4 separate regions of the Sus scrofa genome follow, and all the other regions are linked to region 4. The links are chromatin contacts, called in public targeted proximity ligation maps. All regions are on one chromosome and are shown on one strand. The core of a region is the stretch at or near the end of the contact, and the rest is flanking DNA. Distances in the headings are between cores, read along the strand shown. Region 1 overlaps VAV3 (guanine nucleotide exchange factor VAV3). Region 2 overlaps VAV3 (guanine nucleotide exchange factor VAV3). Region 3 overlaps VAV3 (guanine nucleotide exchange factor VAV3). Region 4 overlaps LOC106510207 (a long non-coding RNA gene).

Region 1 (7,289 bases), core at 3,150-5,649, 220 kb before region 4:
GTTTTGTTAGTTTGCACTTCATCCCTCAGTTACCATACATCGGCTGAGCATCTGCCCATGCCAGAAATTCCAGTAGGTGTCAGAGATAAAAAGTGGCAGGTGATGCATGCTTTTCCTCCAGGACATCCCAACAATGTGGAAAAGAGAATCCTATAAACCAGGCATGACCATCAAATGCGAAGTGCTGTGAACAAGGTCCTCAGGCTCCAAAGGGCACAAGAGTCAAGACCATCTGGATCTGCACGTCAGAGGAGGGGAGGCATTGCAGCGAGTTACAACTGGAATAGCGCTTTAAAAAATGATTTCCTACGCGGACAGTGGTGGACAATGACGTTCAAGGCAGAAAAACGGCAGAGACAGAAAAGAGCTCAGCCCCTGGGAAAATGTCATGCCTCAGGAACAGCACTGTTGCGGGGGTGGCGGGGGCAGGGGTGGGGTGGTTAAAGTGCAAGGAGATGAGAAGGGAGAAACCAAAAGAAAAAGAACCTTCAATCTTTTGCCTTTATACAGAGCACAGTTCCCAAACCTTATCGTGGGTTCGTACCACCCAGAGGACTTGTTGGACCACAGATGCTGGGCTTCACCGCCAGAGTTTCCAATTCAGTAGGCCTGAGGGTTTGCATTTCTAACAAGTTGGAGGACGCAGGGATTGTCAGACGAAGGACCACCCTTTATGAACCACGGATATAGAGAGATTCGGTCATGGAGCGATTAATGCAAGATCATAGTTTTTTAAAGTTATTCCCTTTAGCCCTCTGCTTTCCCCTCATTGTTAATCTAGATAAAGTCTTGATTTAAAAAAAGGAAAAGAAACTATGTTCAGGTCTATTTGATGTAAACAGTCTTGCAGAAGGAACACAACCCAACCAAGGAATAGGGAATGCATTTTTTTAGCACTGAATGCAATTCTACTTGCTCAAAGTGAGGTCGTGTGAGAAGGGCTTGTGCCTTCCCACTGCTCTATCAGGAGTAAGAGGCCTGGGCAGAAATAGGAGGGGTCCTCTCAGCCCTGGCTGCTGTAGCCAGCAGGTGGCCTCTTCTCCCACGCCTCCCACCCAACCCCAGCCACAGGCTGCCTATGCGTCCTGTAAACAGGACATGCAAAGACATTCGGTGCACTGCTAAGGACAGTGGCTAACTAAGAAGTGGAAATGCTATGCATTTCACTTTTGTTTTTATTTTTTAATATGTCTACACTGTTTGAAGGTTTACTAATAGTGCACATAGGCTTTTATTCCAAGGAGGAAAAAAAAAATTTAATGCAAAGATACTTTCAGAATTGGACCTGCAAAGAAAAACAGTTCTCAAATTTTTCTTACTGCTCTGTGGTGCCAGCCTTTGGTTCAAACAAAATATTTATCACAAGTCCAAAACTTAAAACTGATGAAAACAGAGCTGGTCTGGAAAAAGTCATACTCTATAGATGAGAGACCTGAAAATGATTTGACAAACAACTACCTTGCTGTTTCTTGAGATAATTATAGGACTTTGAAAGAGTACTTTTCACTCGGCTATGCAAGACCCAGCTTTTACTTTAAGCTCTATCATATTTCTACCCTATACAATCTACTGACACATGTTGATAAATGAATTAATCGTGCAAAATTTCCTATTCAAAGTCTGTTTCCTTATTTGCCCTCTCTGTTTCTGGTGACCACTCATCAAAAAGAAAGCAAAGACGTCAGATGCTGCAGATTGAAAAAAGTCCAAAACTGTAATAACACTAAAAATCTAAAACTGTAGTAACGTTCATGGTTCTCCATTTAATTTTCTAGATCCAAATTTGTTAGAATGGTAACTGAACTAAATGTGAACCAAGTCTCTCTCTCACTCTCTCACACACACACACACACACACACACACACACACACACACAGGTGGGGGAAGATGGTCTGGCATAAATATAGACTAATACGTAAATTAATATTAGGTACTTACTATCCACTAATAATGACCTCCGACTGTTTTCAGCCAAGGAAGGTAGGAATGTATTCGAGAATATGTGTGACGATTTTCCTTGCTGCAAAAATACTAATATTTCTAATTTGAATCCTATATGATGAAGCAAAGCAAACAATTGTAATTACCTTATCGTCTTTCTCCACATGAGGTTTTACCCACTGTAACACTGCAGAGCTAACCTGATGTAACCACAAATGTGATCAAGCACAGAGCAGTTTTTTCTACTGAGCAGCTTCACTCAGAAAAGAACTACTTTAGGAGTTCCCATCGTGGCGTAGTGGTTAACGAATCCGACTAGGAACCGTGAGGTGGCTGGTTCGATCCCTGGCCTTGTTCAGTGGGTTAAGGATCTGGCGTTGCCCCGAGCTGTGGTGTAGGTCACAGATGCGGTTTGGATCCCGTGTTGCTGTGGCTGTGGTGTAGGCCGGCGGCTACAGCTCCGATTTGACCCCTGGCCTGGGAACCTCCATATGCCGCAGGAGTGGCCCTAGAAAAGGCACACACACACACACAAAAAAGAACTACTTTAAAGCCACTGAAACTCTGGGTTTCTAGGTGTCAAAATGATCCCTTCAAATCAGATCACTTTCCCAAGAAACATGATTTCAGTGTAAATGCTCATGTTTTCTTTTTCATCCTTTGTCAAATAGATATTTGGAGGGGGGGGGGCAGGGCCTAGAAACAACAGTAACTTTCTTTCCATTACAGTTCCAGCAATGTTTAGAACTTAACTCTGCCTCTTCTCTCCTTATGGTGGAGACTGTTATTAATCCTTCTCCTAAAAGACAACCTGATGTATCTTTTGCGCTTATATATTGAAATGGGCTTTTAAGGAGAATCAGGGAGATCTGACTCCACCTGCTACTCCTGCTCCTCCAGGGGACAAGCCAGAAGGAGGGCAGGGTCCTGGTGCCGGAGGCCACTTCGCACGGCCTTGGACACAGTAGTAAAGTACACAGGGCACAGCCACCGTGAAGGGCACCCCCTAGCGTTGAACGATGCACAACTGCCCTGATAGCCTCGCCCCACACTGCTCTTCACACCCGCTCTCACTCCCTGCCTGTCTCAGTTCTGCCAAAACCCGAGACCAATGCAGGCGATCCATGCGAATCCTTGGCTTTTTGCCTTGGGCATGAAAAATCATTAAACATAATTTAACTTTAAAGACATTTTTTTTTCCCCGTGCCCGTGGCATGTGGAAGTCCCCGGGGCCAGGGATCACACCGGCACCACAGCAGTAACCGGAGCCACAGCAGTGACAATGCAGGATCAGTAACCCGCTAAGCCACCAAAGCACTCCAAGAAACATTTTCTTTAAAGGCAATAAACAAAGCTTGTTGGATTTTTCTTTCTTCTCTTTTATAGGGAATGTGGCAATACATTTTGGTGGCCAGGTCCAAGATCCAAGGGGAACAGAAACTGAGCAATGTTATTATCCCCCCCCCCAAAAAAAACCAACAACCTTATACTTTGACAAACAAGGAGCAAGCATAGGGATTTAATAATTAATAGAAATGTAGTGCTCAGATGACCAGGCAAGACACAATTTTGGCTATTTTCACACACTTGAACGGTGGTGATTGATTTCAGAGCCCAAATGCTTGTTTAGAAAAATGCTCTCAACATACATATTTAATTAGGTCTCAAAATAGAGATAATTTACACAGTGTCCTGGGAGGCTTAGCTGACACAGGATTTCTGAAAGTTTTGATGCTCAAGTGTCCATCTTTAGCAGAAATATGGGACACATATGGGCTAAGCAATGCCACTGCTCCCAACGCTCATGAACCAGGGCCTTTTTTACCGAACACAGGAATCAAAACACGAACGACTTTGAGGACCCGCACACTAGGCCTCCGAGGAAAGAAAGTGCTTTTAATGAAAAGGGACTAGGAGAGACAAAAACAGTGAATAAACATTTATATAAACAGCAAACTCCAAACAGCCACATAAAACAGCAAACTCCCCAAACAGCAATTCCAAGTGCTTTTAAAACTCTATACACATTTTCTGGAGCTCCTGTTGTGACACAGCAGAAACAAATCCAACTCGTAATCATGCGGTTGTAGGTTCGATCCCCGGCCTCACCCAGTGGGTTAAGGATCCTGTGTTGCAGAGGCTGTGGCGTAGGCCTCAGCTGTAGCTCCAACTGGACCCCTAGCCTGGGAACCTCCCTATGCCACAGGTGCAGCCCTAAAAAGCAAAAACAAACAAACAAACAAAAACTCTAAACATTTTCTTAGAGTATAATATTTTTGTTGACAGATTCTTTTCAAGACTCTTAGAAAAAGGAGACTCTACGAAGTGTTAAAACTAAGAAAGAGTCTGTCACTTTAAGTCAACTGAAGGAAACTTTTGGCGCTGGCTCTCACACCTCACAGAGAGGGCACTCCGTCATCTAAATCCCCATGAATGAGCAGCTGCCCCCACACCATCCGCAGTTCCAAAGCACTGGGACACAGGGCACGGGAAACTCTAGATCTGTTCCTGTTTCAAGCATTGCCTCAGTGGCCCAGGGAACATAACTCTTTTTTTAAATATATGAAATGATTGTTTAAGGGTTACCCAGAATCTGTAGAGAGTAAGAGATTACAATGCATTTCATCAATACCTATTGATCAACACATGAGGTCTTCCAACCTATCACAATGATAAGAATATTATCAGAGTTCCCATCGTGGCTCCTCGGAAACGAATCTGAGCAGCATCTATGAGGATGTGGGTTCAATCCCTGGCTCAGTGGGTTAAGGATCCAGTGTTGCCGTGAGCTGTGGTGTAGCTCGCAGATGCAGCTCAGGTCTGGCGTTGCTGTGGCTGGGGCATAGGCTGATGGCTACAGCTCCTGATTCGACCCTTAGCCTGGTAACCTCCATGTCTTGGGTGCGGCCCTGAAAAAAAAAAAAAAAAAAGACAAAAAAAAAAAGAATGTTATTGTACATGAATATCTGACCTTGTATCTAATTATTCCCTGATAACAATTCCTAGAAGTGAAGTTTCTAGACCAAAGGGTACGCACATTTTTAAAGTTCCGGGTATATACCATTAAACCACGGAGGGGTTTTTTTTTTTAATAACTTCCCTACAAATAAGCTATTCCACACTGCTCCCGAGGCTAAAGGGAACTTGACCAAAGGGAAAGGCATTGTTGTATCATCCACCTGTGCCTTTGATCCGAAAGTATTCTGAGGTGCTCCTGTGATTTTTCTCCCCCTTAAAGCCGTTCTTGTGTTATTCTTGGCAAGTGAAGAATAAGCAAACCACACAGTCTCTTTCTTAGAACCATTTCTTCAAGGTTTCCTTTGTCCACTGTCAGTTCAGCAAGGTTTTGTGGTGGAGTCATTACTATAATCAGACAACAACCTGAGTCTGGGAAAGCAACACTGCCTAACTTCCAATGAGAAGAACATGGATGAAATATTTAATACATTCAACAAAGGAGATCACATTTCTAGGCAAGGAAGAGGATGACTGTGTCAGCACGAGATTTTTAGTACCTGGATGGTACCACGGCCTAGGAATCTGGATTCTTGGATCCTTTAAAGCATCTCTAATTTATAGACTAGTCGAATCACCTATTTTATGAGCATTTACAATACGCAAGATCCTGTTTTTAAATATTATCAAGGAAACAAAATTATCTATAAGCCAAGGTGCTTACAAGGTAGGGTAGGGGCCCAGAAAAATACATCCAAAATGCACTAAAACAATAACAAAGTCAATAAGCACAGGCTCTAATCTGTGCAATGCCTGTAGGTTAAAATCTTGGTTTTGTGGACACATCTCATTTTATTTTATACCTTAAATACCAAATTTGCAATCAGGTTCCACTTCATTCCCAAATAACCCCAACATTATGAAACTGAGAGTGAGGGGAAAAAAATTTACAAAACAATTTTTTATTGTTACACAGGAGAGCAAAGAAAAGCATTTGCAGTGTAGTCCATGATTTGAATTTCCTACAGAAACACGGCTAGAAAGGTTTTAAGAGCCCTCAAGTGACAGCATAATTTATTGTTCCTAGCAAATGACATGTTCTGGTAAAAACAACCCCTTTTCAATTACGAGATGTCTTGAGAAGCTTGTATTTTTATCAAGACTGCCCTTCCTGAAATAATCTCTCCCCTTGTAACAAACATTTTGTCCCATAAGAAAAAGATGATAAAAGTTCTGCAGATAAGTTGCTGCTGACAAGACAAACTCTGGAGGTTCCAACAGCAGCAGCCTCCCACCTAAGCGCCAGCCTTAGGGAACTTGGGAGCAGCTGCTGTAGTGGTCCCGTTTGTCTTAGGTGGTCCTGCTCTTAGAGGGGAGCTCGTACCTCTCCATCAGCTTCCTACACCCTTACAGCCACAGGAGAAGAGAAACACACAGAAAGGAGAGGCAGGGGCACGTTTTCCTCCCCAGACCAGAAGAGAACGACACTCTCGCCCAGGGAACCGAGCTAGTCAGACTTTCCGATCATCCTTTCAAACGCACAGACTCTATTTTCATCCATCTCCAAAGAAATGACGGTGGTTTGGTCAATTGGTATAAGCCACAGAAATGCTACTATTTTGTGAAAATTCATGAAACGGCGTCTCAGTGGAATCTTGCTTTCATCATTAAAATTTCTGTGATGAGACTGAAATATGTTTTCTTACCATTTGGGCTCTTTTAGTTAATAAAGCTATGGGCTAGTTCGTTTTGTTTTCTTTTCTTTTCCTGAGTATTTCAGCTGGACAGTTTTATCTTTCTGTCACCAAATAAGCTGATCATGTTCCACGGGAAGCTCGCAAACACGTTTTTTCCATCCATCCGGATGTCCTGAGATCATCCCACAATGAGCAGACAGAAGACAGCAGGAAAATGGGTGAAAAACAGGAACATTAGGCAAGAGGATCCGACGTCAGGGAAGGAAGACGGAGGATTCGGGACCAGCAGCGTGAGAGTCACCAAACACAAAAGAAAATTCAAAGAAAAAAAAAAAAAAAGGAAAATGTGTAAAGGGAGCCCTAAACTAATTTTAAGAAACAGGAAATAAGAGATTAAAAACAAGGATTCTCCAAAAGGGTTTTTCCTTTCAGGAACATGGGCAGAGTTCTTAAAAGTCCTTTCCTGACTCGTGAATGTGTTCTGAATTAACAGACAATTTGATTTTCTTCTAAGACAGACACTGACATAAAGAAGATGAAAGACATAAAATTGACAAAATCTGGGTTATTCTTGTGTGTCTTTTTTTCCTTTTTAAATCTCATTTCATGTGCAAGAAACAAGGTTTTCATCATTCGAAAGCTGTTGAAAGGTGAGCAAAGGCCTTGGAGTGATGCCCCGGAGGCATGTTCTCTGCC
Region 2 (7,551 bases), core at 813-3,312, 170 kb before region 4:
AATTCACTATTTATGAACTAAGGCAGACAGGGAGCACACACAGAGAGAGATTTTTCATTTTAAGTTGATTAAAAATTTAATTAAACCTATATCCTGTTAAAATTTATATTCACCACACCAGGAATTACTATTTCTCCAAATTAATGTTCTACTCCCCCTTTTATTTAACCTTATTTTTTTTTTATTTTATTGTTTTTGTCTTTTGTCTTTTTAGGGCTGCACTCACGGCACATGGAGGTTCCCAGGCTAGAGGTCAAATCAGAGCTGTAACCACCAGCCTACACCACAGCCACAGCAACGCGGGATCCGAGTTGCACCTGTGACCTACACCACAGCTTGCAGCAATGCCAGATCCTCAACCCACTGAGTGAAGCCAGGGATCGAACCTGCATCCTCATGGATACTAGCCAGATTCGTTTCCACTGAGCCACAACGGGAACTCACTTTTTTTACCTTAAAATTTTTTAACTGCATGAATTGTCCAAGTTCCATCACTTAACAATCTAGGATCTGTAAACAGGGGCAATAATAAGATGTATGTGGTGGAGCTGATATAAGAATTGAGTCAATACTTGCAAAGCACTTAGGACCACACGGGCACACAGCCACCACTGCGCGAATGCTTGCTCTGTTGTGCTGCTGCGGAGCAACAGTCCAATCTGGGGGTCAGACCACTGTTGCAATTTCTACTAGACACATGATTGCAGGTGCAGGTGTGCTCATCTCTATCACGAGGGAAACAAAAGTATACCTCATAGGGCTGTTCTGACGATTAAAAAATCTATTTCCAGGGTTTGGAATGGAAATGCTATAAATTCGGTTGTGATGACTGTTGCACACCTATGAATGTAATACAATTTATTCGGTAAAAAAAATATAGACAGATAGCTATCTCCACACTGAAGATATCTGCCACCTTAAAAGTACACAGTAAGTGGTGGCATTATTGGTGGCTTTGCTTAGGGTAATAATGTTTAATAATAATAATACTGGTAAACTTGGTAAATAAATTATGAAAAAAGCACCTTAACGTCTTATTTTTTGCTGGTTTATTTTGGCCAAATACAGTTGCAAGTAGATAGAGAACAGCACCAATCCTGGAAGTAGCAAAAATGTACGTGATTTTATTTATTTGTTTGTTTGTTTGTTTGTTTATTTAGTCTTTTTAGGGCAGCACCCAAAGCATATGGAGGTTCCCAGGCTAGGGGTCGAATCGGAGATACAGCTTCTGGCCTACACCAAAGCCACAGCAACGCAGGATCTGAGCCACGTCTGTGACTGACACCACAGCTTATGGCAACGTCGGATTCTTAACCCAATGAGCAAGGCCAGGGATCGAACCAGCATCCTCAGGAACACTAGTCAGGTTTGTCAGCTGCTGAGCCACAACAGGAAGTGGTATATACAGAATCAAGTTCTCATCTGCAATCCCAAGTTTGTTTCAGACTTCCCACTATCAAAACTTTTAAAAAGCCAGAAATACAATTACCCTTAAGAAGTATACAGTTTATTCCTTTACATTCTCTGTATAACCTCAACTCACCTACAATGCTACCTTTGTCTAATCAATCTTGCATGCAATGCTGTTCCACTGAACAAAGCCATGTATTTCTACACAATTTTTATGACTACTCCGTCTCTGTCAACACTATTTCGTGCAAATTCGGCTGAAAAATGAAGAGCTTTAAAAAGTCAAGACTCTTCTTTCATTTTTCATTTCCCCAATTCATTTTCATTTTCCATTTCCCCAAAAGAGAGGGGGGGAAGAAAGAACAACCAATGAACATTTTTTAAAAAATAGGAGGAAAGGTCAAAGAGTAGCAAAAAATCCTTCAAAGTTGCGGAGGCATTTTCCCAGCCAGCAGCTTAGAGGACTGGCCACTTCACCTGGAATTCTATCCGATTCCTCTCTGTTTTCATCGCTTCAGTTCACGGCCACAGACAAACGTGCCACTGCCTCTTTATGAGGAGGCTTGGTTTTCAGTTCCTGGTAATTCGCATCACACATTATCTTCCATCACTTTTTTGGACCTCAAGACAGTTAAAATCACAGCTTGCCAGAGAAAAGGGGAATTTTAGACACCATGTTCTTATACCCATTTCCCTTTGTACAGACTTCCAAGTGGGCAGGTATTTGATGACGCAGAGACTGCTGATGTCCAAAAGACCACAAAGTAACCAAGAGAGAAGCCACCATGCCTTCTCCCTCCCGGGGACAGGATGGCTGCCCCATACGTGCTGCATTTCAGCACCCGATTCCTTAGGTCTCTACTTCAAGTTTGTGCTATTCATTCCCATTGCCAAGCAAACCAATCCACTGCTCAGTTTTTATTTTATAATCAAAATATTACATCTTAGAGAGTAAGTAAAGAAGTCTTTATTTGATCAAACAGCCTTTTGAGGAAATACTAACACCTGAATGAGAAGCATAAGAGCAAACACCTCAATATCTTTAAATTTTTCCCTTCTTATGTGCTTATTTTCACAATGCAATTATGTCAGCAGGGGCTCAAAATAAGGTCACGTAACTAACCTGACTCTTTTCTGGCTTCTTAGACACAAGAAGTTTAACTTTATGCCCAATCACTTCAAAATAAATGAACATAACTTTTCCAAGAATGATTTCTGTCCCCTATGACACACGGGTGTTTGCTGTATATCCATGCAATGAGAGTAGATAAACATGAGGACAACTTACATGTGACAATTATTGAAATCCAACAACCTAACACGTATCCACTAAAATACAACCAATAGGGGTAAGTGAACAACCTCAAACGTTTCGGCCAGTCCTGTCTTCTGCCAGGCCACCTACCCAAGCAGCAAGAGAGCCAACAAAGTATCCTCAACTCCCCAAGATCGGGTGACTTTTAGGTGTGGAGAAACCTAGAGTTCAGTCCTCAGGCCTGAGAGCCCCACAAGCTCTAAAACACAGAAAATAGGAATCCTGTGCTCCAAGACAACCGAAAGGAGACATCGCCTCTGGTTAAAGATTCTCCTAATACTCTTTTTAACAGAAAAATTACCCACCCTCATCTCATTTGGTCAGTTGTTGCTGCTATGGGGTTTTTGGCTAAACCACCTATGCGTAAAAGTGATACTGAGATCATGCAGCCACGTGTCCTATTTCAAGATAAGAAACAAGAGTATTTGAGGAAACGGTCTCCAATAAAAATAAAAACAAAAAAAAGAAAAACCAATTACCTTTCCGAAGTCACGGACATCAAACAGGTCAAAGGCCTCGAACAGTTCACTCTTTCTCATTCCAAATGTCTCGCAACAGGCCGTGAGGAACGTCCTTATGTTCTTCAAGCAGAGAAACTGAGGAACAGGAAACAGCCGTCAGTACGCAGTGAATCATTCCGAAGGCCACCTACCCTCCGTCCCACCCAGAAGGCTGCCAAATGACGAGGAAGGATGTGCCCTCTTTGGGGGCTGTTCTCGGTCCCTCCCCCAGCAGCGCCCACTGATGCCCGCTCTCTCCTGGCACTGAGGACCCAAGTGCAAACAAGGCAGACGGAAGCCGGCCCCTTCATTCTAATACGAGGAGACAGACAAGAACAACAAAAACAAAAGCATGAGCCTTGTTCTTTTCCTATGGTGATGAGTGCAACAGAGAAAAAGAAATTAAAGCTGGGCGAGGGATCAGGAGTGCCGGGGCAGGGGCAGGGGGGCTTCAGTGAGATGGCTGGAGAAGGTGCCGATGAGAAGAGGACATATAAGCAGATCTGAAGACGGGGAAGGAGCAGCCACGCAGAATTACAGGACAGCGTGTGCGGCCTCGAGTAGCATCCCACGCCAAGGCCCTGAGGCAGAAATGTGGGGGGATATTACTGAGGAAGAGGTTCAAGGTGGCTGGAGCCGAGTGTGCGACAGGAGAAATGCAGGAGGTGAGCTGGAAAGGCAATGAGGCCAGATGACAAAAGGCTTTGATGGACAAGCTTTTACGATTCCTGAGATGGGAAGTCACTGGAGGCCCGAGAACAGAGTCGGGGTTGGAAGTGATGTTTTAAAAGTTTTGAATACAGAAGGAAAAGGGCTGGAGAAGGATGGAGATGGGAAAACCAGTTGGGAAGCTACCACAATAATCTGAGTGAGAGACACGTGTTCCATTTTGACTCTTCAGTCGGAGATGCCTATTAGTCATCCCCCGGGAAACGGGGCGGCAGACAACTGGAGGTACACATTTGGAGTGTGGGGCACAGGTGCATACTCCAGTCATAAATCTGAGGGTCTTTAGAGCATGCACAACATTTTTTTGTTTGTTTGTTTGTTTGTTTGTCTTTTTGCTATTTCTTGGGCCGCTCCCGCGGCATATGGAGGTTCCCGGCTAGGGGTCCAATCGGAGCTGTAGCCACCGGCCTACGCCAGAGCCACAGCAACTCGGGATCCGAGCCACGTCTGCGACCTACACCACAGCTCACAGCAACGCCGGATCGTTAACCCACTGAGCAAGGGCAGGGACCGAACCCGCAACCTCATGGTTCCTAGTCGGATTCGTTAACCACTGCGCCATGACGGGAACTCCTGCACAACATTTTTAACCATGGACTTTTGGAGAAAGACGAGAGAAGGAGGACCCACGGGACCAGGTCATCTTAGATCAGGAAAAGAGGGGGAGCCCACACAGGGACTGAGAAAGAGGGTGAACAGGTTTCCCCGGAAGCTAAGAAAAGAAGGTGTTTCTAGGAAGAAGGCGTGAGTGGTAAGCTGCCAGCTGCTGCCACTACTCACATAAGATTTTGACCAAGCACTGTCCATGGAATCTGGCTGTTGAAGGTCATGGGTGCACCTTGACAAAAGTGGGGGGGTGAGGCGGGTAAAGGGGGGAGCTGCATGGTGCGGCTTCAAGAGACAATGGGAAGAGAGCAAGCGAAGACCCGATATAGATATCTAGGAGCTTTGCTGCAAAGGGGAGCAGAGGCTTGAGGCGGTCTAGTCAGAGAGAGAGGTCCGGGAAGGGCTTCTGAACCATGGAAGCTGTTACAACATGTTCCTATTTTGATGGGAAGAAGCTGAGAGGGGGAAAGATGGTCACGCAGGGAGAGGGACAGTCCCACAAATGAAGTCCCTGGGGAAAAGGTCTGGTGCTCAAGCGGAGAAGCTCATCTTGGGAAGAACACGCCTGGCTCGAGGACACTGCAAGGGACAAGAGGGAAGGCAGCCGCTATCACAGCTTAAACAATCAACAGAATTTACTGGCAGTATCTAAAAGGCCGATTCACCTACTCAAAATACACACACATCCTGAATTTCAGAAATAGTAGCTGCAATGGCACACACAAAATTATTAACCTCCAATAAGTGAGAAAAACTTTAGCTAATTATTGCGTCTTTCCTTCCCTTCCTTTCTCTCTTTCTCCCCCTCGCCCTCTCTTGTAGTGGCCAAGCCCATGGCCTAAGAAAGTTTCTGGGCCACGGATTGAAGCTGAGCCACAGATGCAACAACCTATGTAGCTCCTGCAGCAATGCTGGATCCCTTAACGCACTAACACACTGTGCCAGCCGGGATCGAACCCATACCTCTGCAGAGACCTGAGCTGCTGCAGTCAGATTCTCAACCCACTGTGCCACAGCGGGAACTCTTGCTTTTTTTTTTTTTTTTTTACAATATTGTCAACATTTTATTTTGTTGCTCTGTTTTCCATTTTGGTTTGTTTTTTGATTTGCAGAAAGCCATATTTTACTTCTCTACCTTGGAAATATTCAGATTTTTCATGGGCTTAACTCCGACGCAGTTTTACCCTTCACAGGAATCTTTCTTGAGGCTTCAATATTTCAGGAGGGGTTAAAACCACAGGGGAAGCATCATAAACCCTTTGAAGCAAAGGCAGCAGCCCAATCAGCACACACCGTTACTGCTTTCACTTTAAAAAATTCATAAGAGACCTTTAGGACATAGAATCACTCTGCATGTAGCTCTTCCACATAGAATTGCTTATTTACAGATTAAAAGCCTTGCATTCTGCCAAGATAGACAATAATTACTCTCTTGGGATTATGCAATGGTTCTCTTGCAATATTTTTTACATAATTAAGTGCCCAACTCATAGCTCACCAAGGAACAAAGCATAATTGCACATGCTACCCTCTGAAGATTTCACACCAAACTCAAATTTTCCCCCATGTAGGAAAAACCACAGTAGATCTCCATTCAAGTGCTTTGATCACTAATTCAGAAAAATATTATGATTGAAAGTCAAAAAAAAAAAAAAGAAAGAAAGAAAGAAAGAAATGTAGTCCTCATCGCATGCATAGAAGAGAAGATTTAAAAGCAGAACTTCCCCTTACCTCTGGAACCACTCTTAACCTTATTTGACCCTTATTAATTCAATTCTATTAAGTTCCACAAATATTTACTGGATTTGAAAAATCTCACAGGTGCGCTCTCACATTTCCAGGCAGTCATCAGGTTTGGTCACCTTTTTATTTAGGTATTTTTTTAGTCAACTGTTTTGGAATGCCTACAAGTTCAAAACATGGGAAATGCGAGAAAAACGAGTTAAGACAAGCGTCTCTGTTAACCGTAGCTGGAGCTTTTCATAGTCACTCAACAATCGGCTAATAACTCTGGGATCCCACTTCCCCCCAGGGCTCGGTGCAAGTACAGGACGTGTTGAGGGACAAAGGAAGTGGCCTTAGAAGCCCTGGACAGAGTGGGGCCTGCCAGCCTGCCTGCCAGTCCCCAGACTTTTGCTTGGTGTTCCTTCCATTGCACTTTTTCTTTTCCCAGTTTATTTAATTTCAAATCAAAAGAAACGTTGAAAGAACAGAACAAGGAACACTCCATTTACGCAACAACTGTAATGTCCTGCCATGTGGGGTTTTGTGCGTCAATCATTTCTCTTATTTATTTACAAAATCGTTGCTAAAGTATGCGAAAGTAAGTTTGGACATCCAGGCGCGTCACTCCTCAAAAACTCAACAGGCATCACCCAGGAATAAAGTTGTTTTCCTAAATATTCACAAGGCCATTATCACACCTGAGAAAATTAACAATAATTCCATATCATCTCGTATCCATTCCATATTCAAATTTCACCCATTGCCCACCCAAGGCCTTTTTACACGAGCCCCCCCCAATCCCCTCCCACCCCACACTCTCTAGGGTCCTGTTCAATTTTACCCACTACTTTTGGTTGCTTTATCTTTGCAGTGTCTTTTAAGCTAAAAAAGATACTTTTTTTTTTTTAATAATGATACTGATTTGGAAGAATCCAGACCCAGGTGTCTTATACAGTGTTCCACAGTCTGCTTTGTCTGTTTACTTCCTCCTGGTATCATTAAACGCATTCCCCCATCATTTATATTTCCTATGAACCAAAGGTAAGTCAAGATACAAGTTAAACAGTTTAGGGGAAAAAAAATATTTTATGCTGTGAACGTCATACTTCTTCACACCAGAAGACACCAAATGTTAGGCTACCCCATGATTGTGGATTTGAGGCTTGATCACCTGGTTAAGGTGGTTATTGCCACATCTCTTTACTGTAAAGGTATGGGTTCCCCTTTATATCAGTAAAGCCTGGGGTGGGGTGGGCGGGGGTCATC
Region 3 (6,911 bases), core at 856-3,355, 250 kb before region 4:
ATGAGCCATATAACCTCAGGCAAACCCCTTCTTTGGGTTTTAGTTTTTTCGTCTGGATACTGCCTATAATAACGTTGGATTAGTCATACTCACTAGATTATTATAAGACGTTAAAAGACAATACACGTAAAGTATTTAAATGGTAGTAGCTATTCTTTAAAACTGCCAACCTTAAAATATTTTCTGGGTATTTTCAGAAAAAGAAACTTCCTAAATTACCGTAGATAATCTGTATCTGTTTCAAAACCTCTTCATGAAAATTCCCATACCTAACGCCCACGTGCCCTGCTGGACCTTCGGCATCAGTGCCCCGTAACTCTACCCTTCCTTCCACGCGTAGACCTCACACCATCTCTTTCCAAGTCCTGGGTGAGGAAGTCAATGAGCTAAAATGTATTTTTCTCACGCAACTCGTTGCTATGATAATAGATATAAGTTGTCCTAATTAAAGAAAATGGAAAGAGGTTCTACTACAAGGCCTATTCAAAATGAGAAGAAAAAAAAGCAAAGAAAAGGAAAAAAAAGGTAAACATCTCTCTCTGGGTTAAGGTAATCTTTGAATTCCTTAGTTCAAAGACGGAACCGCCAAGGTTCCGGGGCTGTGCAGGGGCTGTGCAGGGGTCTCACTCGGTGATTACCCACACATATGCTTATTTATCACCTACTGGAGGAGGCAGCTTATCACTGGGGTGACAGACTCCGAGCTCTGAGGTAAGGACACCTGGCTGAGCGAGGCCACCCCTTACCGGCCTTATGGATGGTAACAACCACTCACCTGCCTCTCGGAGTTACTGGGAAAAGTAAATGCGATAACGCCCATCAACAAATGCTTAACTCAATAGATGTGAACTTTAAAAAAGAATCCCATCGCAGTAGAGTTGATTTACCATGTTGGGCTAATTTATGCTGCACAGCAAGGTGATTCAGCCACACATACACACACATCCGTTCCCATAGAGGTCGTCACAGAACACTCTCTAGATTTCTCTGTGCTACACAGCAGGTTCCTGTGGATCACCCATCCCATACACAAAAGTGTGCATGTGTCAGTCCCAGCCCCCCCAGTACTTCCCTCTCCCCTCCACCCTTCCCCGTTGGAAAGCATAAATTTGTTTTCAAAGTCTGTGAGTATGTTTCTGCTTTGTAAATAAGTTCATTTGTATCATTTTTTCACTTCTTTATCCATTCCTCTGTTGATGGACATAATAAATGTAAACTTTTATTAACATATAAAATACAATGATTATATACAAAAGAAATTTAATTGGAAGCCTTCATGCAACTTCTTCCTGGTTGAAGAGCGAGAAACCACCACCAAGATAACACCTGATATCAATTCATTTCCATAATAAAGACAGCACATCTTTAGTGAGTGTGTAAATTCAGGAGATGATGTATGAACAAATACTAAATTTATCAAAATAAACTGATTCAGGAGTTCCCTTTGTGGCGCAGTGGTTAACGAATCCGACTAGGAACCATGAGGTTGCGGGTTCGATCCCTGCCCTTGCTTAGTGGGTTAACGATCCAGCGTTGCCGTGAGCTGTGGTGTAGGTTGCAGACGCGGCTGGGATCCTGCGTTGCTGTGGCTCTGGCGTAGGCCGGTGGCTACAGCTCCGATTCGACCCCTAGCCTGGGAATCTCCATATGCTGCGGGAGCAGCCCAAGAAATGGCAAAAAGACAAAAAAAAACTGATTCAGGATAAAAATAATCATTTGCTAAATTTCTGAAAATATGCATTATTGAGTGAAGAGTCCAGCTACTGGAAGACTCCAGAATAATCCGTGGAGTAATATTTGGGCTCATGAATTAACCGCATTGTTGAATTTTAGTATGAGCCTTGTCCTGACTTGGCACTGTTTTAAAGTTACAGGGTGGAGTCAGCCTCTAATTTTTTTTTTTTTCACTGTGGTCCCAGCAGTGTCACTATTTATAAAAAGATAAATAGCAGCAGTATTAGCATGGCTACACATGTGCTGTTGCTCTCATTTACTTTAACACAAATACTAAAACACCAGAACTATTCACAAGCTGTGCCCTCCCCACAAGACTCTTATGTAGTTTGATTTTTTCATATAACTGTCCACCAGAGGGAGCCAGACGACAGTATATTCGCTTCTGCAATGCGTGTACCGTACAAACATTTCTGAAAATAAACAAGCTGAAACCATCGCCTCTTATTGACTCAAAGGGATTACTGATTACTACTCTATCATAGAAAAATACCATAAAAATATAAATCGTGGAAGAGACGGGAGGATAGTATGTAGTATGTCCTAAAGTGAATCTCTCAGGTCTATCGCTCAGGGTTATTTCTATCTTATGGTACATCAAGTCCATCCATTAACTCCAAGTTTAGCCAAAGCAAATAAAGGCTGTTTGGTCAATGCAGCATTTTTAGAACAGTGTGTATTGTATTAAGGTAAAGTGCATCCGGATTTGAAATAGACAAGTACACAAATTAATGCCAGATTCTTAAGTCCTCTGTGTGGAGACCAATCTACTGTTAGAAACATCCATCAGGAATATTTATAAAAGGAAACATCCCCAAGGGCAGTAAAAAAAAAAAAAAAAAAAAAAAAAAAGGAAGAAGAAGAAAAGACTATTTGCCTTGAAATGCCTTAATTTCGAAAATTTCACCTCAAATAATATGGAATACGGACATTTACTCTCAGAAAGAGGAGCAGCGAGTTAGATTATTTGCAAAGTAACAGGCTGACAATCAACTACTAAATCCCCAGCAGGGATTTTTCCTTCTCTACATCATCATCCATCCTTTGTTTGATAAGAAGAGTGGCATCTGTAAGAAAAAAATTCCAGATAACAATGCCTAAGAGTTGTCGTGGGAGGAAGGGGGGTGGCGTGGGCAGGCAGGCTGCTTTATGAGCGTGAGATCCCAGAATCTGTGAAGGATCAAGGGGCAAGTTGAAGAAAGACAGCGGGGTCAAACCTGCCTTTTTAGAAGATCTCAGCAAAGTGCAGGAGAGACTAGGGTAGGAGGAGGTGGCATACAGACAGGGGCCAGGAGAGCCACTAGGAGAGGTTTCTCCATTATCCAGGGAAGAAATGAGAGGTCTGAACCAAGCAGCAGCAGAGCTAGAGAAGAGGTGGACAGATGCGAAGTATTTCTCAGTAGCTGATGCACCGGGGAGGCTGAGGGAGGAGAAAGAGCTCAGGATGACCTGAGCTATTAACATCATGAAGGGCCAACTCCACTGCCGCCACCTGGAAAGCTCCAGAAGGCTGAGAGCAGGAAGCTCTGGTTCTCTGTTCCATGCATGTGCCTGACCATGTACATCACGAACTTGGCCAGGCTGGTCCCCATCCAGAGCCTTCTCTCACCTTCTCCCACCTCCAGTCTGGGTTCTTTGTGTCCCCACAGGACTCTGGACATAACTCTGCCCTAGCATCTATCACCTATTTTTAGAAATGTATTTGCTGTCTAAAACATTTGGAAAAGCCCCATGTTTTGTCAACTGAAACAATATAGTAACACATAAAAGTCGTCTGTCCACACCTGTCTCCCCATCTGCCTATACAGGAGCTAAGAATCTGGTTATGACTCTTGCAGAAATTTTTTTTTCCTTTTCCTTTACAATTATTATTTTAGGTAATGTGTCTCTGTTATACAGACTTTTTGTCAACATAGTTTTGTCAGTTAACAATATATCACAAATATTGTGTCAACACATACAGATCTCCTTTTTATTTTAATGTTATGTCAGTGTCTGTGGATAACATAACAATGTAACCATCCCCTGAGAGTGAGCTTTTTCTATATCTGCTGCAATACTGTTGTAATCACCATCCTTACCAAACATCTTTTCAATTGTGTGCAGGTATTTCTACAGGCAGGATTCCTACATGGGATAGCTAGGGCAAACAGTACAACCAGGAGTTCCCGTCATGGCTCAGCGACAGCGAATCTGACTAGCATCTGCGAGGACGCAGGTTCGATCCCTGGCCTTGCTCAGTGGGTTAAGGATCCAGTGTTGCTGTGGTTGTGGTGCAGGCCAGCAGCTACAGCTCCAATTTGACCCCTAGCCTGAGAACCTCCATATGCCACGGGTACAGCTCTAAAAAGACAAAGGAAAAAAAATTTAAGTTCCCACATAAACTGGAGTTCCCATCATGGCTCAGCGGGAATGAATCTTGACTAGTATCCATGAGGATGCAGGTTCCATCCCTGGCCTCGCTCAGGGGGTTAACGATCTGGCATTGTCGTGAGCTGTGGTGTAGTTGTAGACACAGCTTGGATCCTGCGTTGCTGTGGCTGTGGTGTAGGCCAGTGGCTAGAGCTCTGATTCGACCCCTAGCCTGGGAACCTCCATATGCTGCGAGTGCTTCCCCCCCCAAAAAAGAAACAGCACAACCACTGCTCTTCAAAAAATCTGCACAAATTCATATAACCCCTGAAAGGTATCTAAGAACACAATGAGGCACTCTAATGACATGTTTATCTGTCTTTACCAGCTAACAGTGGAAAATAACTTAGAGCAGGGAAATTGCTCCTTCGCTTGTCTATTCCATCACCGAGCTCACAGCCAAGCTCCTAACAACCACTTAACACAAAAATATCTGGTTGCTCAAACAAATGAATGACTACTACTTACCTTACAAAACTGTTGTAAGGATAAGGGATAATATGTGTAAAGACACAAAGAGCTTGGCCTGCTACAAGTGAGGAATGAATGAATGAATAATTAAAGAAGAAGCCCATTATGAAAATCAAATATTAAGTATGAGCAAGAGTTGCTTATCTCCTCAAATCTAGGGACAACATACATAGGGGCACCCCCTCCATCCTATCAACCATTAAAAATTTCCCAAATGATGATTATTTCATTTGAGTACTTTATTTTTTCCATCTCCATTAGTTTAGAAGCCATGAAATGACGGAGTTCCCACTGTGGCGCCACAGGTTACGAATCCAACTGCAGTGCCTGGGGTCGCTGAGAAGACTCGGGTTTGATCCCCCGCCCTGTGCAGTGGGTTAAAAGATCCAGCAACACAGCTGAGGCTCGGATTCTATCCCTGGCCCTGTAACTTCCACATGCAGCAGGTGCAGCCATTTAAAAAGAAAAAGAAAAAAAAAAGAAAAAGCAATGAAAACAGTTTGCAAAAACAGAATGGCAACCATGTACACTAATAAAGCTACCCATTTTAACCATTCTCTTCTTGAGACCTTCTGGCTAATTCTCACCCTCTGCTTATCTAGCACCTTAGTGCTGATGACACTGTAATCGGAGAAAAACAAGTCATCCGTGCAGAAGCAGTTTGTTGGAACTCCCCCCATGGTCCCCAGGGAAGGAAGCCAGGGCCATGGAGAAGAACTACAGGGAGCTGTGGGGACCAGCTCACAGGTCTGCCAAGCTGCTCTAATTAATTATGGGTTGATCTCCTTGGGCTCTCTGGTCTGAAGTTTTATCTCTTAACCCTCTCCCAGACCCAGTGGGAAGGCTATTAAGATTCCTGAACAGGGAGCTAGATTCAACAGGAGTTCCTGGGCCATCGGGTGGCTGCAGGCTTGAGCGCAAGCACCAGACAAGCTTAGCAGTTCAGGGGTGTCTGCAGCATTGCAGCCCCACGGCAGCCAGTTACCAGCTGGCAGCTGGATCTGGGGCCAGGATGGTCTGCTGTGGTCCCTGCAGGCTTGGAGCGAGTGCCCTAGGGCCACGGAGGAGAAAGTCAGGCCTCAGGACATACCTTGGAGTGTGAGCCTGGTGTGCTGGGCTGAGTCAGTCAGACAGGATGGGCCTGTGGACTAGATCAGATGTAAACAGAGGCAGGCCACTCCTCTGAGTGTATTACTCAGGTACCCAATTCTCTGACAATGAAGTCTAACTTCAAACCCATCTAGATGGGATGTTTCAGACTAACAATATATCTCACCTTAACTCTCCAAGGAAATCAACAGAGCCCATTATCTTAATTTTCTTGGCAATTCTAACCTCACACAGTAAATTACCCCATGAGGATACACTACAGCTTAGTGTCATTTCTAGCAACATGTTTAGGTCTTTCCTAAAATACCTAGCTGTTGCTTTCAATACTGTAGAATGCTGTTGAAAACCATCTCTAGCCCTTCTTCTATGGGTAAAGCAAAGCACTACAACCAGGTAAGATGAACAAAAGATTTCTGTATCAAAAAGATGATGAACTATGGGAAATAAACTTTCCATTGTTCAAAAGAGTAGAGTATCTCTATGGGTTTAAGCGGGTCCCAACTGCAGTTTGTGCAGGCCTTGAAACTGATCATAAATGTAAGAATTATTCTATCTGCGCTATTTTGAAACTTCAAAAGTAAAGCTCTATAGAGAAAAAGAACCTCTATTTGGGAGGGTCATATCCTAGACTGGCTAAGAGTGCAAGCTTAAGCCTCAGATTTCCTGGGTTCAAATCCTAGCTCCACCTCTCCCTGGCTGGGTGACCATGGAACAAAGTCCCATACTTTTGCTGCTGTGTCCTAAAGCCACTGCTGCCACCATCATCATTGGTAAAGTAAGATCTGGTCTTTGCAAAGCATTTTAGAAAATAAAAAAGTGACATCCACCTCAAGGTATCACAGGATACAGAAGAAAGCTTTCCATCGGCTGGGAATGTATCTAATAAATTAGGTTATATATTTGAGTATATGATGGCCAGTGTTTGTTAATAGCTACGATAGTTGCTAAGCTTGTCTAATTATAACATGTTTTTAAAAAATGAGGACAGTAAGTGGTAAACATTCTTATTTAGTATTCATTTTCTGCTTCGATGTCATTAATGTTTAATCGAAATAAATAAAATATACACTGTTAAACAAAAGTATTTCTTAGAGCCTCAAAAAACTTGCATTTGACCCTGCTAAGGTGAATTTTAGTAAAAAGGAACAAATGTTCCATGCCTAGACAGCTCATTAAGATAACAC
Region 4 (7,115 bases), core at 2,080-4,579:
CCTCTCTGACAATGGCACCTCCCTTGCAGCGCTGCCCTCTCCCCCTAAAGCATGGCTGTTACTAGCTTCCAGAAGGAGAAAGGAAGGATGAGAACATTAAATAATTTACCCAGGATTACAGAGCCAAGGGTCGCAAAGTTAACATTGTAATCCCAACCAATCTCGATCCAAAGCCCCTGTTCTGTGTATCACAGAAATTTCTTATATACAGAGGCTGGAAAACAAAGATGATGTAAGAAAGAGAAAGAAGCATAAGAGAAAAAGAAAAGCAAACGACAACAGCACTGTGAAAACAGAAAGCAGGGAAGATACTTTCTTTTCTCTCTCTCCCCACCCCAAACCCGCTCCCCGTAGCTGCTCTTCTCAGCGGTCGGGCTCACCTGGCCCTCTCCCCAAGCTCTCTCTCTCTCCCTCCCCACTCCCCTCTTGCCCTCCTGTCCTCACCTCAGGTCAGGTCCTCATCATTTCTTATCTGAACAACTGCAACTTCCCCCCTGCCTTCCAGCTATGTCCCCAACCACAGCAGCCCTCACAGGGTCACCAGAAAGAATGTTCCAAAGCAGAAAACTGACCCTTTCTCTCACCTTTCCAAAGGGTCTCATCATCTTTTATGTGAAGTTAAGATTTCTTAGCCTGGCTGGGGCTTGTCCTGACCTCCCTGGTCATTTTCCTGTCACTCATGCCTCCTGCACGTGTCCCATGGGCCAGCCACACCAGCTTCCTCGCCCGCCACACAAGTCATCATTCCTTTGACTCAGAGGGAGTCCACTGATGCTTCGACTCTACTGATGCTGTTCCTGCTGCCTGGAAGGCCCTCCCTCTCCCCTTGTTTTCTGATTCTTACTCCTCCTTCCTTCAGTACTCTGCTTGGGCCGCTTTCCTGACTTCTTGGGCTGTGTCAGTGCTTCTCCTCTCCCCACCTGTACATTTTGCTAACCTCTATTAGAGCCGCCCCCACACTGCATGGTAACTACTGGGTAGATTTTCTGTTTTTCCACCAAACTGTGAGCTCTTTAAGACAAGGAATCATCTGTGCCCCAATAGTAAATATTTCCTGTATATTCAATATCTAACTAGTGGTTGACTGAATGAATGAATGGATAATGGATGAATGGACGGATGGATGGAGCTGTTCATGAGGATTGTGCAATAGGGAGAGAGTCTCTGTTGCCATAGTAACCTGCAAATATAAATACAAATGCCCTCATGAGATGATGGTTGATTCTGTGAAAGAAATGGTACACAAAAAAGAAGCTGACCAAAGGCCAAGAGGCCAAAGAAATGGACTGAAACATAGACATATTATCCTTGGCCATCAGTTACTAACTCCAAAGTAAGAAGGGATTGGTGAAATCTCATCTTACATTTATGGACCCTGTTTATGGTAATATAAGAGTATAATGAGCTATATATATTTGTTTTGATTGCTCAGTAAATTTGTTTACAATTTTGTCCATGATGCATAAATTGAATTATTGTGAAATAATCCAATTTGTTAAAATTCTAAAGTTTAAATCCCTAACTAGACATTGAAATTAGAAACCACTGTCTCCAGATGTATCCTTTCAACCATCAAGAGGCTACAGCCTAAGCAAGAATGGACTGTTTCAGCAGCAGGTCTTGGAGTTCCTGTTGTGGCTCTGTGGTAACAAACCTGACTAGTATCCATGAGAATGTAGGTTCAATCCCTGGCCTTGCTCAGTGGGTGAAGGATCCGGTGTTGCCAAAAGGTGCAGCATAGGTTGTGGATGCGGCTTGGATTCTGCGTTGTTGTGGCTGTGGTGTAGGCTGGCAGCTGCACTTCCGATTTGACCCCTAGCCTGGGAACTTCCATATGCCATAAGTGCAGCCCTAAAAATAAAAATAGAATAAAATAAAAGAAAAGAAGGTCCTTAGGTGACTACCTGGTAATTGAAGAAGCAGGTAGAGAGGAGGTAAAAAAAAAAAAAGTTTGTATCTGAAAAATAATAATAGCAGCATTTATGGAGGGCTTTCTAGATGCCAGGCGGTGGGTTAAATCCCTTCCATTCATTATCTCACAAAAGCCTCGCATCAATCCTATGAGACTGTGTTATTATGCCATCTTACTGAGAGAGAAAGAGAGGTTCTGATGGGGCTAAGCAAATTTCCTGAAGTTGGGAGCTCCCAGGGGCAGAGCTATGATTCCCAGTCATTCTCACTCAAAACCTGTGCTTTCCACGGCTCATTTGCTCCACTCTCCTGCCGCTCTGAACTTACTCAGCCCAGGATCCCTCTAACGGGCAGCAGAGATGTCTGGCTAAGACCAAAAGCAAGCACCGTAAATGATGTACCACGTGTCGTGATTGCTTCACAGCCAAGTCACCTCCTAGGAAAGGATTTTTCTCTGGTCTGGCAACTTCAGCTCATCCCTCCCATTCGGCTCAAAGGGCCCCTCCACCAGAGGGGGCGCCCTGCCCAGTCCTCTAACACCAAGCCGACTGTCCTGCCTCTGTCCACATGTCTGTACATCTCTATAAGGAGGTTTGGCGGGTTTTTTAACCCCGTGCGGTTAGAGTCTTCCTGCCTGTCTCCGTAATGGAACCGGGAGCTTCTTGAAGAAAGGAAAGACGTCTCACTTGTCTCCCATCACCAGCATCTCTCACGGCGCTGGGTCCACACAAACCTGGCAGATGCTTCTAGAATGATTAAATGAGGGAGTTATAAAAACAATGAGGTGAGGTGGCAGCACAGTCTGAGATGAGGGAAAAAACGAGAACCAGCGTCTGCTGGCTCCTGCACACAGGATATGACCCAGACTTCCTCTGCTTGACAAGCGATGCTCCTATTTTGAATGGTCGCAGGAGCGAAAGGAAGAAACTAGAAGAGCCATGGGAAGACAGAAGCAGAGATTTTCCTGTTCCTGGGCTCCCCCTGGGCGGTGGGCTTTGCCTGGGATTGGATCAGGGCCTTCTGTCCACACAGGACACTGTGCCCCTGTGTGGGGCCGGGGGTCACCTTCTAATTGTGAACTATCTATGGATTCTGAACACAGGCCTCTATGCCAAACAGCACCCACACGCTTGCAAAATCCCAAACCAACTCAGCACACACTCAAGCTGCACGCCGGTCCACTATTTCCACATTTGCTGGCTCTCTCCGCAAACACCTTGCGGAGAGGGGACACGGGCGTTCTTGAAGCCACTGTCTTTTTAGAGCCATCCGTCATGCCCACGTGGAATGCTGGCAGTCCCCCACAGTGACAGACTCCTAAATTGTCATGACCTAATTTTGAAAGAGAAGGAGAGGCCTCCTGCAGCCCACGCCTTCTGGGTGTGCACAGGAAAAGCCCTTCTGCCAGAGGACTTGGCCCAGAGATAGCGTGCTTCGACTGTTTAATGTTACACGCAGTTTTCAGCTCACAGACTAAACTTCGGAGAGAAAAAAAGGAAGCCGAAATATCTCTGTCAGCTCTGGCCCTCAGAGCTGGAAGGAGTCTCTTTCCTACAAGACACAGAAAGAAAAGCAAACCACTCAGTCCTGGCCTTTATTTCCGCTTATATACATTGTCTCTCTCTCCCTCGCTCTCTCCTTCCCTGCCTCTCTCTCTCCTTCCCTGCCTCTCTCTCGCTCTCTCTTTCACACACAGACACACTCACACACACAGACACACACGCCACAACATGATCCCTAAGCAGAACAAGTGACACTCAGTCTCCAGGACTTTGCCACTCCCAACATCATGTTTTTTTCTTTTTTTTTCTTTGTGTGTGTGTGTGTGTGTGTGTGTGTGTGTTTATACCCATACCCGAGGCATATGGAGGTTCCCAGGCAAGGGGTCAAATTGGAGCTGTAGCTGTTGGCCTTTGCCAGAACCACAACAATGCAGGATCCAAGCCATGTCTGTAACCTACACCACAGCTCATGGCAACGCCAGTTCCCCGACACGATTCGTTTCCACTGTGCCACAACAGAAACTCCCATGTTTCTTTCTTTCTTTTTCTTTTTTTGATGGATAAAAAGGCTTTCCCCCCCATTTATAATGATTTTTATTTTTTCCATTATAGCTGGATTACTGTGTTCTGTCCATTTTCTACTGTACAGGAAGGTGACTCATTTACACATACATGTATACATTCTTTTTTCTCCCATTATCATGCTCCATCATAAGTGACCAGACATAGTTTCCAGTGCTATACAGCAGGCTCTCATTGCTGATCCATTCCAAAGGCAATAATGTGCATCTATTAATCCCAAATTCCTAATCCATCAACAGATGATTGGATTAAGAAGATGTGGTATATATACACAATGGAATACTACTCAGCCATTAAAAAGAACAAAATAATGCCATTTTCAGCAACATGGATGAAACTAGAGACTCTCATCCTGACTGAATTAAGTCAGAAAGAAAAAGACAAATACCATATGTTATCACTTATATCTGGAATCTAATATACAGCACAAATGAACCTATCTACAGAAAAGAAACTCATTGACATGGAGAACGGGCTTGTGGTCGCCAAGGGGGGGGTGGGGTGGACTGGGAATTTGAGGTTAATACCTGTTTATTTCTTATGCTTTCGCAGTACTTGCTTTTAGCCAGCAAGAAGGACAAACACATACATGAACAGCCCTATTTTGGAAGTTCTTTCCTTCCAGCTGAGGATTTTAAAAAAGAAGTTCAATCATCTAGTTATCACCTCATATAGCAATTGTTCAGGCTTTTAGGGTCTTTTCTATATTGATCAATTAAAAAATACAGTTTTCTCAGCAAAGGGTAGTGCCTGGCATTCAGTAAGTGTTCATGAATGAATGAATAAACACATGAGCACAAAGAGTCAACCATAAATATAAAGATGACAGATTTCATTAAAACTCAATAGTATTATTACCGTCCTTTATTGGCTGGAACACAGACAAGGAAGCCACCTGAACAGAATTATAATGACAGACCTGCCACAAATTTGCAGGGTTTTATGGGAAATGTTATTTGGCTCTTGCAAGTCTTGTTATAATGTGAGCAAGATATTTATCTCTTTCTTCTTCACAAGGCTATTCTAATTCATCATGTATTGGTGTGGTTTTAAATTTTCCATCTCTATTAAAACTTCCACAAGCTAAAAATCCAGCTCACAGCTCAGCAATCCTTGAGGAACCCTTTATATATTAGACACTTGTTCAAAAATTCTATTGGACTCAAATCTCTACAGGTTGCCAGGACCTCCTGGGAGTCAATAAGAAAGTCCAGCTTGGTCCAAAGACCCAGGACTCTCCCTGAAAGTCTAGAGTCTCAGAACAGACCTGTCCTTGGACCAGGAAAGCCAACACTCCACAGTCTATAAGTGCAAGGACAATTCTAAGGCACAGCTTCCATGAGACTGTCACCAACTTTGATGAGAGCTTCTGGGCATCTTGTTACCATACAGATTTGGATTTAACAGATCTAGGATGCGACCTGGGGTTCTGTTTTGCTAATTAACACCTGGGTGCTGGTGGGTTGGATGGCCACCCTGTAATAGCAAGCGTCTAGTTTTCTGGAGCCACAAGAGTGCCTGGCTTGTGTTTACCCTTTAATCGTCTGAGGATGAATGTATTCTCAGTTTCTCTATCTGTAAAATGGAAATAACAATACCATTTAATAGAATTAGTGCAAAAATTACCAAACTCACCTAAATTTGAAATCCAACTCTTCCCTCTGCTCTATGAGATTTTAGAAAAATCGCCCAACCTCGCCCATCCTGTCTCATCTGAAAAAGGAAAAAAAGATATCTAACATGCAAGTTGTTTTGAAGGTCAAGTGAAATAACCCAGTGTCCCCAATATGGGATACTTACGTGGGGTTCACATTTTAAAATATTATGAATACAGGATTTCAGAGGACATAAGTCATGAAGTTGAAATTATCAGAGGAAGTTCCTGGAGAAAGCAAGATTTTATCTGAGTCTTGGACGAATGGAAAGTTCTAGAGAGTGGGTGAGAATGTTGCCATTTTTTAGGCAAGTCAGCGCAGAGAACACAATTCTCCCCCCTCCTCACCTGATTAATTCTTACTCTCCTGTAGGTCTCGGTGTCCTTATCTCAAGGAAACCTCCCCTCCCCCAGGCCAGGTTAGTCTCTCTGCTCTACCTCATTGCTATGTGCAGTACTCACCTCCTTAATTAGGTAATTTGCCTCCTACTCTAGTCTCCACAGTTCACGATGCTGGCACCATGTCTGCCTTGCTCACAGCTGAAGCCTCCGACCTAACACTTATGCCCAAGTAATATCCATTCTCTTTCTCGCTCCCTTCCCCCGGCCCCCCCACCTTTAGAGCCACTTATGCAGCATATGGAGGTTCCCAGGCTAGGGGTCCAATCAGAGCGGCACCTGCCAGCCTACACCACAGCCACAGCAACACAGGATCCATGCCATGTCTGTGACTGACACCACAGCTCGTGGCAACGCCAGATACTTAATCCACTGAGTGAGGCCAGGGATCAAACCTGCATCCTCATGGATACTAGTTGGGTTCCTTACCACTGAGCCACAACAGGAACTCCCTAGCCATTCTCTTCACGTTGTTTGCATAACTGCATAAAAGAGAATTCAGGACACACATGATCAGCTTTTGAAATATATTTGAAAGGAGATGCAACTTCCTTCTGAAAGTTATATATAAAATAGTATAATTTCACTTCCCTTTGAGGTGCATGGAAACGAATCTAACTAGTAACCATGAGGCTGGGGTTCGATCCCTGGCCTCGCTCAGTGGGTTAAGGATCCAGCATTGCTGTGGCTGTGGTGTAGGTTGGGAGCTGTAGCTCTGATTCGCCCCTAGTCTGGGAACCGCCATATGCTGCGGGTGCAGCCCTAAAATGAAAAAAATAAAAATAAGTATAAATAAAATGGTATCATTTTCACACGTTCGAGTCAACCACAGGAATTCCTGAAGATCTGCAGCCCTTTAGACCTTGCAGGAGCTGGAAGACCATAGGCATGAATAAGTCACAGGCCTGGGGCTCTCAGAGCAGCAGGATGATTAATGGCGCATCGGCAATGGTGGGATAAGCATTGTTATCCAGTTCTGTATGAGGGGAGGGGTTCCTGGAGCACAGATAAAGCAGCAGTTTCTGGGAAGGAAGCAAGGAGAGCTGCAAGGAAGAGGACGGCTGAGC

Evidence for each region.
Region 1: a targeted proximity ligation map of alveolar macrophages shows a contact between it and region 4. A contact is called at or near these places in 1 of 47 Hi-C or Micro-C datasets (liver) and 1 of 2 datasets of targeted methods (alveolar macrophages).
Region 2: a contact with region 4 is called in a targeted proximity ligation map of alveolar macrophages. A contact is called at or near these places in 1 of 47 Hi-C or Micro-C datasets (epiblast stem cells) and 1 of 2 datasets of targeted methods (alveolar macrophages).
Region 3: a contact with region 4 is called in a targeted proximity ligation map of alveolar macrophages. A contact is called at or near these places in 2 of 2 datasets of targeted methods (alveolar macrophages and skeletal muscle).

Annotation. Positions count from the first base shown.
Region 1 is chr4:111,963,906-111,971,194 of Sscrofa11.1, reverse strand. The region is part of intron 2 of VAV3 (guanine nucleotide exchange factor VAV3); the gene reads right to left. Among named protein-coding and RNA genes, the nearest start is that of VAV3, 140 kb to the right of the region's middle.
Region 2 is chr4:111,905,097-111,912,647 of Sscrofa11.1, reverse strand. It overlaps VAV3 (guanine nucleotide exchange factor VAV3), which reads right to left. Exons shown (of 28, transcript XM_021090110.1): 2 at 3,205-3,321. Among named protein-coding and RNA genes, the nearest start is that of VAV3, 84 kb to the right of the region's middle.
Region 3 is chr4:111,984,080-111,990,990 of Sscrofa11.1, reverse strand. All of the region lies in intron 2 of VAV3 (guanine nucleotide exchange factor VAV3), which reads right to left. Among named protein-coding and RNA genes, the nearest start is that of VAV3, 160 kb to the right of the region's middle.
Region 4 is chr4:111,740,060-111,747,174 of Sscrofa11.1, reverse strand. LOC106510207 (a long non-coding RNA gene) reads right to left here. Exons shown (of 4, transcript XR_002343540.1): 2 at 5,631-5,708. Among named protein-coding and RNA genes, the nearest start is that of VAV3, 81 kb to the left of the region's middle.